2 separate regions of the Mus musculus genome follow, and region 2 is linked to region 1. Evidence: chromatin contacts called from public promoter capture Hi-C data. All regions are on one chromosome and are shown on one strand. Each heading gives the region's core, a stretch centred on a gene start, on an enhancer-like site or on the middle of the called end of the contact. The rest is flanking DNA. Distances are from core to core; before and after follow the strand shown. Region 1 holds the start of Ccl17 (chemokine (C-C motif) ligand 17). Region 2 holds the start of Adgrg1 (adhesion G protein-coupled receptor G1).

Region 1 (5,560 bases), core at 2,185-4,684:
AAATGCCCCTTCATGTTGCTTCCACAACAGCGTTCAACTGTAGCCTGGCCCTGTATTCACCTCTTCTCGTCTGTATTCACCAGCTATGGGCAGTTCTGACCTAGTGACTGGTCTGATTCCCTCAGAGTTCATGCTCGCCTCCCAGCTTCTTTCTCTCTCTCTCTCTCCCTCTCCCTCTCCCTCTCCCTCTCCCTCTCTCTCTCTCTCTCTCTCTCTCTCTCTCTGTGTGTGTGTGTATGTGTGTGTGTGTGCTCCTTCTGTACCTCTGTCATGGGTATATGAATGGCCCTCCCTGCCTCTCTGGGTAGGAATTCTACCTGCAAAGACTATCATCGAATTGTCACATCCTCTTAGACAGCCCTCCACAGTGTCTATCTCACCTGTAGCTCCTTCCCCACTTCCTGGGGAACCTCCCCAAGAGTAGGCGATGGGCTGCCAGGACCTGAAGCAACGGCTGTCCTGCCCCCCTCAAGTCAAGAGGTAACTGTTCAGAGACTCTGTTCCTGCTGCTGGCTGCTTCCCTAGAAGGACGGGGGATTTGGACCTTTTTCTGGAGAAAATATCTCAGTGTGCAGTCAAACAGAGGCCTTGAAACCCATGTGGGGAGTTTCCAAAGCCGTACTCAGGCCGTGTCCCTGGCAACAGAGTTGTTGATTGCAGCATAATCATCCGTGACTGTGCTCCAGCCCAGAGCAGCATGTGCTGGCCTCTGCCACAGGAGCCACTGGGAAGAGGGTGCAGGGGTGAGGATGGGAGTCCAGGGAGAGCAGGGGTGCAGTGAGGTTAAGAGATACCCATAAGATGCGGATCAGCAGACAGCCACCTCTTCCTCAAGCGTGAGGCTCCGGTCTCCAGGTTACAATCTCCTACCTAGTTCTCAGACCAGACCAGACCAGTTTTAACTGGGACACTGCTAGACATATATAATCTCTATGGTCACAAGGACAGTCAGCCTCCCCTGCATCCTGTCTGAAGCACTGGAAGCCAGGGGAACAGGGAGGGGTGCAGCCAGACAAGCTGAAGGCAAAGGCCCTCCTCAGCTGTGGCTGTAGGGAACAGGGGTGCAGCCAGACAAGCTGAAGGCAAAGGCCCTCCTCAGCTGTGGCTGTAGGGAACAGGGGTGCAGCCAGACAAGCTGAAGGCAAAGGCCCTCCTCAGCTGTGGCTGTAGGGGAGGGCAGAGAGTCAGGCAGCCACGGGACTCCAAGGGAAGCAGAGAATCACTAGGAAGGATGGATGGCCAAAGGAAGATCCTACCTTTGCCAGTTCTACCATCTTAGTAGGCTCCTGGGAACTATGTGGACTTCCCCCTACAGGGGATGAAATTGACACCCAGAGAACATTTGTGAGATGCCCTAGGTCACACAGTAAAACAATGGCATAGGACCCTGACCACAGGGAAGTTTGGACAAAGTAGGGGAAAGCCCAGGCCTCAGGACCTGAAATAGTCAGCATCCTGCAGGGCAGAGAGGATGCCTGGACTTTCTCCTCTTGATCTCAGGAGTGTCCCTGGGACTGATGGGTTTATACTCTGAGCACTGTTCCCAGGAGACTGGTCTCAACAGATAACGGCTGCTGTTCTTACCCTCACTCCCCCACCCTCACCCCTGAGACAGGGTTTCTCTATGTAACCCCAGCTGTCCCGGAACTCACTCTGTAGACCAGACTGGCCTCGAACTCAGAAAAACTCAGAAAAAACTTCCTCTGTCTCCCAAGTGCTGGGATTAAAGGCGTGCACCACCACCGCCCGGCTAGGATTTCTTGAACCCAGGATTTTGAGAGTAGCCTGGGCAAAAGGGCAACATAACAGGTTCAAACTCACAGAGCTCCACCTGCCTCTGCCTCCCAAGTATTGAGTCTAAAGGCGTGTGCTACCACCACCTGGCTTTTACCATCATCACCTTCTAGTGAAATTTTAATGGCAGTTCAATGATGAATATGGAGCCAGACCTGACAGCATGAGAGGGGGTGAGGGAGGGTGAAACTGCCTCTGGTCACTTAGGGGCAAGGAGAAGCCAGGCCCAGAACTCAAGTGTCAGATTCAAAGCCTTAGCACCTGCCTGCCACAGTACTGCACACCTCGGGACAGGTATTTAGAGAATGGACGGCTTTGGCCTGGGAAGACCTCTTAGTCTGGGAGAATGAGCAAATTTAGTGATGCTGTGGCCGTAGGGCAGGATTGAAGGAAAATGGAGATATGAGAAGGGTAAGGGGCCCCCTCAGCCTGGGTCTGTGTTTCTTGCTGACTGAGAGCCAAAAGTTCTAACAAAATGGCAGGAGGAGCTGGGGTGTGGCTCAGGTTGTAGAGTGTCTGCTAGCACATGAGTGCAAAACACCTATGCACACAAATGTAATAAATAAATGTTAATAAATTAAAATTTTAAAGAGTAAAACACACGGCGGCACATGCCTTATCTGTGAGACACTCTGGGTCACACTGCAAAGCAGTGACATTTCCCTTTATTGTGATAGCGTCTCACCAGCACCTGTGAACCCCGGTAGCTCAGGCTGGCCTCAAACTTGGAACCTTCCTACATCAGCCTCCCCAGTAGCTGGGATGCCGGTTCTTTTTCTCAGTAAACCCTGGCTTTGCTTAATAGTGACTTGTCCTGAAACTCTTTTCTGGGCACTGTTGTTAACAGTCTGGGTATGCTGAAAATTCACACAGATTTCTTAACAGTCTGCTTAAGGCCTGGGGATGCTCTATGGGCTTCTAGGGCAGCCTCTGGCATGCAGCTCCTATAGAGGTGAGCATCGCCCCCCCCACACACACACACACCATTCATTCTGCTCATAACAGAAACGAGGTGGTGCTCTATTTCTGGGAGCTGAGCTTTCCAACCCACTAAAGCACACATGCAGATACACCGTGATTAAAGCCCCTCTCAGCTTAGCCTCCTGGGGTAAGGGCCAGCCTGGGGAAGGACAGGAAGACAGGCTCAGCTTCAGCTGAACCTCTGGGTTCCCCAAAATAGGGTGGGACTAGGCCTCTTCTACTGAACATCCCTGTAACCTGCTCACCCTCCTGTGGACCTTCTGGACCCCAGAGCCCTGACTGGCATAGTCCCTATGATCTCTGTTTGGTCCCCTACCCTGCCTCCACAGGGTACCAGGCACAAAGGAAGTTCACCAGTACTAGGACAAGGGATGAGATGAGTTGAGGCTGAGGCCTTGGATCCTGCTAATAGAGGAACCAAGAAATGTTCCCTTTGAAAAGAGAAGTAAGTCATTGCCCTTACCCCAGACACAGACCCCCTCCCCTGTCCCGAGTCGAGTGACCATTCTCTGGAAAGCCACAAACATTCCCAAGCTGGGCTTCTACTAAGTTATCTCAAATTCTTTGAATTTCTCTAGTCTGGAAGGATTATAGGAGGGGACAGGAAGCGTGGGATAACCTCCAGAGAGGTTAAATAGGTCACCTCAATGCTGGGCACCAAGACAGGCAGAAGGACCCATGAAGACCTTCACCTCAGCTTTTGGTACCATGAGGTCACTTCAGATGCTGCTCCTGGCTGCTCTGCTTCTGGGGACTTTTCTGCAGCATGCCAGAGCTGGTAAGAGCCGGGCACAGACAGGATAGGGCAGATGGGAACCATTCACCCACACAGAGACCAAGGCAGAGACACAAGCTGTGTGACTTATACCCTGTCTGTTCTTAACAGGGGTCACCAGGGGGTGGCCACAGGAGCACTGGAGGGAGGATAATGGTTCTGAGGATGCTGGGATGATGTCAGGTGCCTGACCTGGACACATACCTTATTCTGAGATGTTAGGACATAGTGGCCTTGATTGTGGGCTCATGATGCAGAACGAACGATTCTCAGAATCGCTACCATTTGTTTCATTAATGGGCTTCATGTATCATCAGGGAACAACATAACAACGGAGCATTGGTTCCAAGAATGTATGAAAAGATTTTTATATTTAGTTTAGAACGGGAAGTTGAAATGAGGTTCCTAGATTCAGACAGCTGCATATGCAGACACACACAGATGAATATGCAAACTTGCAGACACAGGAGAGCACACACACACACCAAGAACAAACAGAATACAAAGTACATGCAGTCCCCACCCACAGGCTCACACAGGCATACATCGGAACATTCCATGGGTCCTCAGGCACATGGCCTGACTCTCAGGACACCTGCTTCCTATTGCTCTTCCAGCTCGAGCCACCAATGTAGGCCGAGAGTGCTGCCTGGATTACTTCAAAGGGGCCATTCCTATCAGGAAGTTGGTGAGCTGGTATAAGACCTCAGTGGAGTGTTCCAGGGATGCCATCGTGTGAGTATCCCTCTGTCCCACTCCTCTGCCTAGAACCCAGAGTGGGAAGTGGGTGGGCCTTGGAGTGCCCAGGAAGGCCACTGGGAAAGAAGGAAGAGAGGACAAGCCTGATTCCCCTAAAGGCAGTTTTGGGAACCCAGGGATACTCTTGTACCCCACACAGCTGAGGGGGTCCAACCTCTTTATGTATGGTGAAACTGAGTTTCCAAGATGGATAGGACATCCCAGGTAACAGAGCCAGTAGGCAGTAATACTGTCACCTCTCACTCTGGGTCTGAGCTGAGTAGAGACTAACACACAGCCTGAGGCTCTTTCTCTCAGGCTCAAGGTGCTCTGAGGAGAGAGGAGGCTAGGCATGAAGTCCTACTGCTCAGTGTTCAGGTCAATGCAGATGTGGCTGGTGGCCAAACCCTGAAGGCCTTCCTGGGCTCTTACTCACTGCTTTCTCCTACATAGGTTTCTGACTGTCCAGGGCAAGCTCATCTGTGCAGACCCCAAAGACAAACATGTGAAGAAGGCCATCAGATTGGTGAAAAACCCAAGGCCATGACCTTCCCGCTGAGGCATTTGGAGACGCCAGGGCTGCTGTCCATGGTTTCAACATAAAACGGCCTGTGACCAGCAGAGCCCAAGAGCAGCCACAGAGCAGAAGTCCCTGTTCCCTTTTTTATGGACTCTTATGCACTACAGGCGAACACAAAAAAAAGCAACGGAATAAAGCCTTCCTCCCTCAGACTGGGTCAGTACGTTCTGTCCCCACAGTGCAGAACGCCTTCCATTCTAGCTGATCACACAGGGAGAGTCCTCACAGGACAGCTGCGCCTGCTCTGCCCAGGTTAACTGAGGCTGAGAGGGACACATGGCCCCATACAAATGAGAGGTGGAACTGGAGAGACGTGGTCAAGGGCAGGGCAGAGCAGAAGTGGTGAAGGAGCCTAGCAGGTCCCTCACAAGTGTCCCCCTCCCTCTGTACCCCATGGAAAGTGTCCAAAGGAATCCCAAGGAGGGCCTGTCTTCTCTGTACCCCAAGTGTCCCAATCACCCCAAGACCAGCCCCTATTATTGTCCCACATGAAGCTGAAGTCATCCAACCTGCGCTGGACTCTGCCACATGTCCAGACCCTTCTGAGTGTGTCTGCCTTCCTGGAGGCCCTGTCTCTCCTCCTTCATTTCTGAGTCCCCCCCCCCCCCCCCCACTGCAATCTGTTCTGCCCCCAGCTCCAGGCTCACGATTCCTCCTCTGTCCCCTCTGCACATGGGGCACTGTTGATGCCG
Region 2 (5,560 bases), core at 1,964-4,463, 170 kb after region 1:
CTGTATGGAGGAATCTAGATGCCAGACTTGACCTCGACCAAAGGACACAAAGCTTCTACGAATGAGCTCACTGAGAACTTAGCCCAGTCAGGCTCTGCTGCACAGCCCAGGGTGGCCTTGAACTCTCCACCCTCTTGCCAGAGCCTCTCGCTGGGATGTGATAGCCATCACACCAGGCTTACCATGAGCTAGGCAGTGCCATCAGCTACCCATCCCGACTCTTTTCTGCAGAGCATGGTGAGACAGCCCGGCATGCTACTGGGGGTGGGCTCTAGAGCAGTGAGCTCACACACCCACATGCCCCTGAAGAATGGCTTCTGCCAGGGGTGGCCATAGGGAGACAGTCCTTGTCCCTGGAAGCAGTGGGGACCACCTCCATTCAGTAGCAGGAACAGCACTGAGCGCAGGGAGGATTGCCAAAAGCCAGTAACTTAACCTTCTGCTCTGCACTGGGGATGGGGAGCATTTATGGGGTATTTAGACATGTGTCAGCCATTGAGAGGGACTGAGTGTCTTCTCAGGGAGTCCTCACAGCCTGGAAAGGTGCCCCTAACACCTGCTGTGCACACATAGGAGGCTGAGGGAGGTGACTGAACAGCAGGTGGGGCTGGGCTTCAGGCAGTCTGAACTAGCAATCCCCACCCCCACCCCTTACCCCACCCTACCCCCACCTCATCATTTCTACTGCCCGCCCCACAGGGTGTTTGTTTTCTGAACCAGAGAGGCCCAGGCACCTAGGACTTACTAGGCAAATATTAGCTCAGTGGATAAATACAGGAACTAGGGAAAAATGCCCCAGTCAGAAGCCCTGCCTGAGTTCACACCTGCCACCGTGGGTGAAGCCAACACCTTCGCAAGGTTCAAGAGGAGCTCAGCCATGGCTTTCCACAGAGATGGGGAGCTCACCCCCTGACCTTGTGGGCTCCACCAGCTCTGAGAGGGAACATGGAAGCTTGAAAACACGGGGTACACACCTGGGGACTCCCTCACCTTCTCACGAGGTACCCAGGAAGGGGAGGGCTCTGTATTCTTTTCTCTGTCGTCAGTGATGGGTGGGAACAAGCCTGATTCTGGAGTTCAGCTGCCTGGGTGTGACTTCAAGCCTATTCCTGGGCCTGACTCTTGACTTGCTTGGGTGTACCCTGCCCCTCAGGGCCAGGATGCTGCTCCCTCCAGGATGAAGGAGAAGTCAGGTGTGACCTAGAGTTTACATTTGGCTCAGGTCTAGCTGCCCGGATTATGGTGGTTACAATCCATCTCTGCAGGTAGCAGGTCTGAGACTTGGATAGGTTCTGGTTACATTTCATTTCCTTAACCTACTGTACTAGGGGATGGTCTGGGTCACCAGGAGACCATACCTTCAGACTCACAAATGCTCCTCAGTGCCTACCTACCCTGCCAGGGCTCACTACTTTTCCAACTCTTGTTATCATTGGAGGGCAAGCAGGGCAAAAGAAGGGGTCCCCATTTGATATATGACCTGCGGCACAGAGAGGTTAAGCAACCTTTCCAAGGAAACCCAGTGAAAGTGGGCTCAAGACTGGGATTCTAGCACCAGTCCTTGCTATTAGGTGACAGAATGGTAGCTATATCACATGACGAGGCCCCTGAGGACATAGAAGAGGATGTGAAGTGTGGGTGTCACAAGTTAGGGATACAAGAAATCACTGGCACTCCCCTGTGTCCTTATCAGGGCAGACAGTGCCTCTGGGGCCATGGGGATCTGTAGTCAAGCTTTTTCTCTGGGTCCTTTTTTTGACATTCATCTTCCTTGGCTCCTCCCCACCCCCATCTGCTCAGTTCTAGAGATCCAGTTTGTGCTGGGCAGAGCAAGTTTGCATGCCCACCCTGTAGCCAGAAGTTCCCACGTGGAAGGGGTTATGGCGGGATTGAGAGTCCCAGTGGGGCCTATGCAGACAGGTGCTTATGTCATCTCAGGGGACTGGTGCTCCCTTTTGATATCCTTCTCAACTCTGTGGCCTCGTCTCTGTCTTTGGTTCCTTCATTCAGTTGCACAGCAGTGAGCACCCTCCTCCTCCTCATCCCTAAAGTCAGGATCACCGACCCCAGGGCCTTTGCACAGACTCTTCCATCCACTAGAATGCTCTGCTCTTGGTACCCCGTAGGCTGCCTCCTTGGATGCTGTCTACACTCAAGCATCATTTCTCACCGTGAATCCAGCCCTGCTCCTTTATCAACTCCCCTCACCATATTTTCTCCCCATTATTCTTACTATAGCTCTGGATAGATTTCATATTTATTGCTCATTAAATTTATGATCTGTATCCCTGCAGCTTTGAGCGGGCAGGGATTTTAGTATATGGCTTGTAGCTGTCGCTCCTATGCCCTGCACAGTGCCTGGATCACAGCAGGCTTTCCACAAACATGTGACGGAATCCATCCGCTGGTCCATCTGTCCATCCACCTATCTATCTATCCATCCATCTTTTCTTATCCACTCACTAGCCATACATCTTCCCTCTAGACCAGACCCTATTCTGGCCCTGCTCTGGTAACTGCTGGGGAAAAGCAGACAAGACAAGCATGGGGATTGACCTGAGGGGCAAGAAACACAGTGGCGGAAAAACATGGCGGGAGGGCCCGGTGGGGAGGGAAGCGAGGTAGATCCTAGGGGACTGACAACCCCATGGGCCTGGCCCACAACAGTGTTTCATACCCCTTGCTCAGAGGATCAGCTTCTGCTTGGATTGGCGTCCTCAGGGAAGTATGGCTCAGCCAGCAGGTCTCTATGTTGGGAGCTAGGTGTGTGCATCAGGACTCACACACATACCCCGCCCCCATACTAGTGCCTGATTGCAAGAGCATTGAAAGAGAGGTGGGTGGCAGGGTCTGAAGGAAGTGCCTGCACGAGGCCTCTCTCCATTGGTGGAGCTCGCCTGGACTTCTCCCCTTGGCCCCCTTCCAAGATACCTGGGGCAGCTGCCACCTCCCATCCCTAGCAAAAAGCTCCAGTTCCTGCCCCCTCACCTTCTGCCTGCTCTGATCCCACCTGAGTCCAGCAGGACATATTGTGAGAGCCCCACCCACAGCCCCGGAGCCCTCCTGTATCCAGCCTGTGGCTGGTGTGAATGGCGCTGCAGACAGGATATGGTCTGAAGAGGCTGGAGAAGCCACAAAGGGCTGGCAGTTTGCAGGTGTGTGTGGGCGTGGCGGCCTGCCTCCCACAGCCTGAAAAGGGTCTCTGAAGCCCAGAGACAGCGTGATCCCGGCCTCCCACGGGGCAGCTTTTACTGTCTAGGGAAGAAATCCCCAAAGTCCATGGAGTCTGAAGACTCTGTCAAGCCTCGCTAGGAAACCTAGGAGTTTTAGAGGGCACTTGGCACCGGAAGCTAGCCGGGTAGGCGGAGCCTCACCTGGATTGAGTTCACAGCTGCCTAGACAGGCTCAGACTAGGTGCTGGGCACCTGGGAGGAGGAGGAGACATTAGCAGCAAAGGCTGTTAACAGAAGTGCCTGCCTAGGCTTGGAGGCAAGACGCTGCTGTTCACAGTGCGAGACGGAGGTAAGAGAGGGCAGCGGGTACGGCATGCACTTCGCCTGGCCTGGCCCGCTTGACCTTAGTCTAAGGTTTAGCGCAGTGCTTGGGAGTTCTCGAGTGTGTGCTGGATCGTATCTCCCAGGGAACGACTGAGTTTGAGGTTCTAGCTGGTCCTAGGATACTCCTTGCCGCTCAGAGTGTGGGGCTGGGCGTGCTCACGAGGGGGCACTGGAACACGTTGGCCAGCTGTGTCCCTCTTTGCTCAGAAGGGCACCACTGCCACGAGGGCCAGAGTGAAGCTTGGACCCTGGCGTGTGGTTGAGGACTGGCGGCATGAACCCCATTTTTCCCTTTGTCCCTAGTGCTTCCCAAGCAGTTTCCTCCTGAGATCCACGGGGGCGGGGAGGGCGGGGGGTGGGGGGACCGGTTTAGCAGCAGCTCACTTTGGTTGTTTGACTTTTGAGGAGGAAGAGGCAGGCAGCCTTTCCTGGTAAGCCAGCAAAAGGGTAGATAGAGCTCATGTATATGTCTCTCTGTTGCTGCCAGCCACAGGTCCCCATGCCTGTCAGCCCAGGTCTGTCACCCCGTCTGCAAGAGTCACTAGAGGGGGTCCCAAGAGTGCACACCTCCTACCAGTTGCTTCCCCCACATGGTAACCCCAAAGATGCACCCAGATAGGTAAAAGTTCAGGCTTGCCATGGCCTCTGGTGGGACCCTGGCATTCCTTCCAGCTGGACCCATGTCCCTAGCTGTACCATGATGGAGATAGACGGGCCCCCAGATGTCAAATCATATATGGCTTCTAAAGCCCCAGTGCCCAGCCCCCAGCCCTAGCTCACAGCCCCCACTCAACCAGACAAAGGTGGGCGGCTGGCGCCGCTGTTTGCCTCTGCCAGTCTGACTCCCTGAGGCGTGTGGGCTGCATGGTGGGCCCCTGCTAATGAGCATCTGTTATCACTCCATTATGCCGCCTGCGCCACCTGCACCCCAGCACTTAGTGGGAGACCCCGGGGGGTTCCCTGGCAGCTGGGCAGAGGGGCATGCAGAAGGCAGGAGGTGTTGGGGGGGGGCAAGGTCTTCCGGGGCTAGGGGGCCCCATGCTCTGTGGGATTTCTACAAAGTACTTAGGATTCCAGCTCTTTATTGTATCAAAAGAGAAGTGCTGGGGATGGGCGGGGTGTAATCGCCACACTAGGATGGATGAGGCAGATCGGTTTTGAGTTCCAGGCCAGCCTGGGCTACGTGGAGAGATGCTGTATTGAAAGAAAAAGGGGGAGGGAAAAAGGGGAGGAGGTGGTGGCAGTCTAGGGGGATTTTGGGTGAGGAAACGAGTGTCTGTGAATTCCCAAGTGAGTCTCCCCAGCCAACATCTCACAAACGCATCTGTGCTGTGTATGTATTGAGAAGGGGATGTGGTTGCACATGAGGGCACAACCAAGATTCCGGTCCTGGAGACTGGCAGTGAGTGACCTGGCATAGTGTTCTTCGTAAGATGGAATGACCTACCCATTCTTCGTACGGGGCTGTACTGTCTTGTGGGGTAGTCCCTAAACCTCTCTGGGCTTCCCTTGCCTGCCTTGGTACCGAGGAGATAATGCTTCTCTGCTTGATCAGAGACAGTTGGACCAGTTCTGGTATCTGAGCAGCTTCCACTCAAACCTCAGGACAGGACCCGGGGAGGGGCGGCATAGACCGGGCACAAGTGTGAAACAGTTGGCAGCAGCTGACATGGCCTTTTTGGGGAATGCTAGTCACCTCAGACCATGCTTGGCTCTCTAGCTGAGGCAGGGTGGCTTCTGTGGAGGGTCGAAGTCCCTCTGTTCCTGCACACTGGAGATATTTTAGGAGCAGCCTCAAGGGGCTAGGGAGATAACTCAGCTGGCAAACATGCTTGCTGTGGAAGCATGAAGGTCTGGGTTTGGATTCCCCAGCGCCACAGTAAAAAGCTGAGCTTGGTGGTTTGTGCTCGTACTCGAGAGAGGCAGAGACAGGAGGGTCTCCAGCAAGTCTAGCTGAATCAGAGAGCTTCAGGCTTTGGGAGAGACTCTGTCTCCAAAAGTAA

Evidence for each region. Capture Hi-C pulls out chosen DNA fragments and counts their contacts.
Region 2: a contact with region 1 is called in a promoter capture Hi-C map of adipose tissue. The contact joins the promoter of Adgrg1 here to the promoter of Ccl17 in region 1. A contact is called at or near these places in 4 of 39 promoter capture datasets (embryonic stem cells, liver, second pharyngeal arch cranial neural crest and 1 more) and 3 of 9 other capture datasets (adipose tissue, liver and pancreatic islet).

Annotation. Positions count from the first base shown.
Region 1 is chr8:94,807,019-94,812,578 of GRCm38.p6, forward strand. Ccl17 (chemokine (C-C motif) ligand 17) reads left to right here and starts at 3,435. Exons shown (of 3, transcript NM_011332.3): 1 at 3,435-3,553; 2 at 4,168-4,285; 3 at 4,742-5,018. The coding sequence starts at 3,454. The coding sequence ends at 4,835.
Region 2 is chr8:94,973,896-94,979,455 of GRCm38.p6, forward strand. It overlaps Adgrg1 (adhesion G protein-coupled receptor G1), which reads left to right and starts at 3,214. Exons shown (of 14, transcript NM_001198894.1): 1 at 3,214-3,522. Gm30968 (a long non-coding RNA gene) reads right to left here and starts at 2,833. Exons shown (of 4, transcript XR_879113.3): 1 at 2,678-2,833.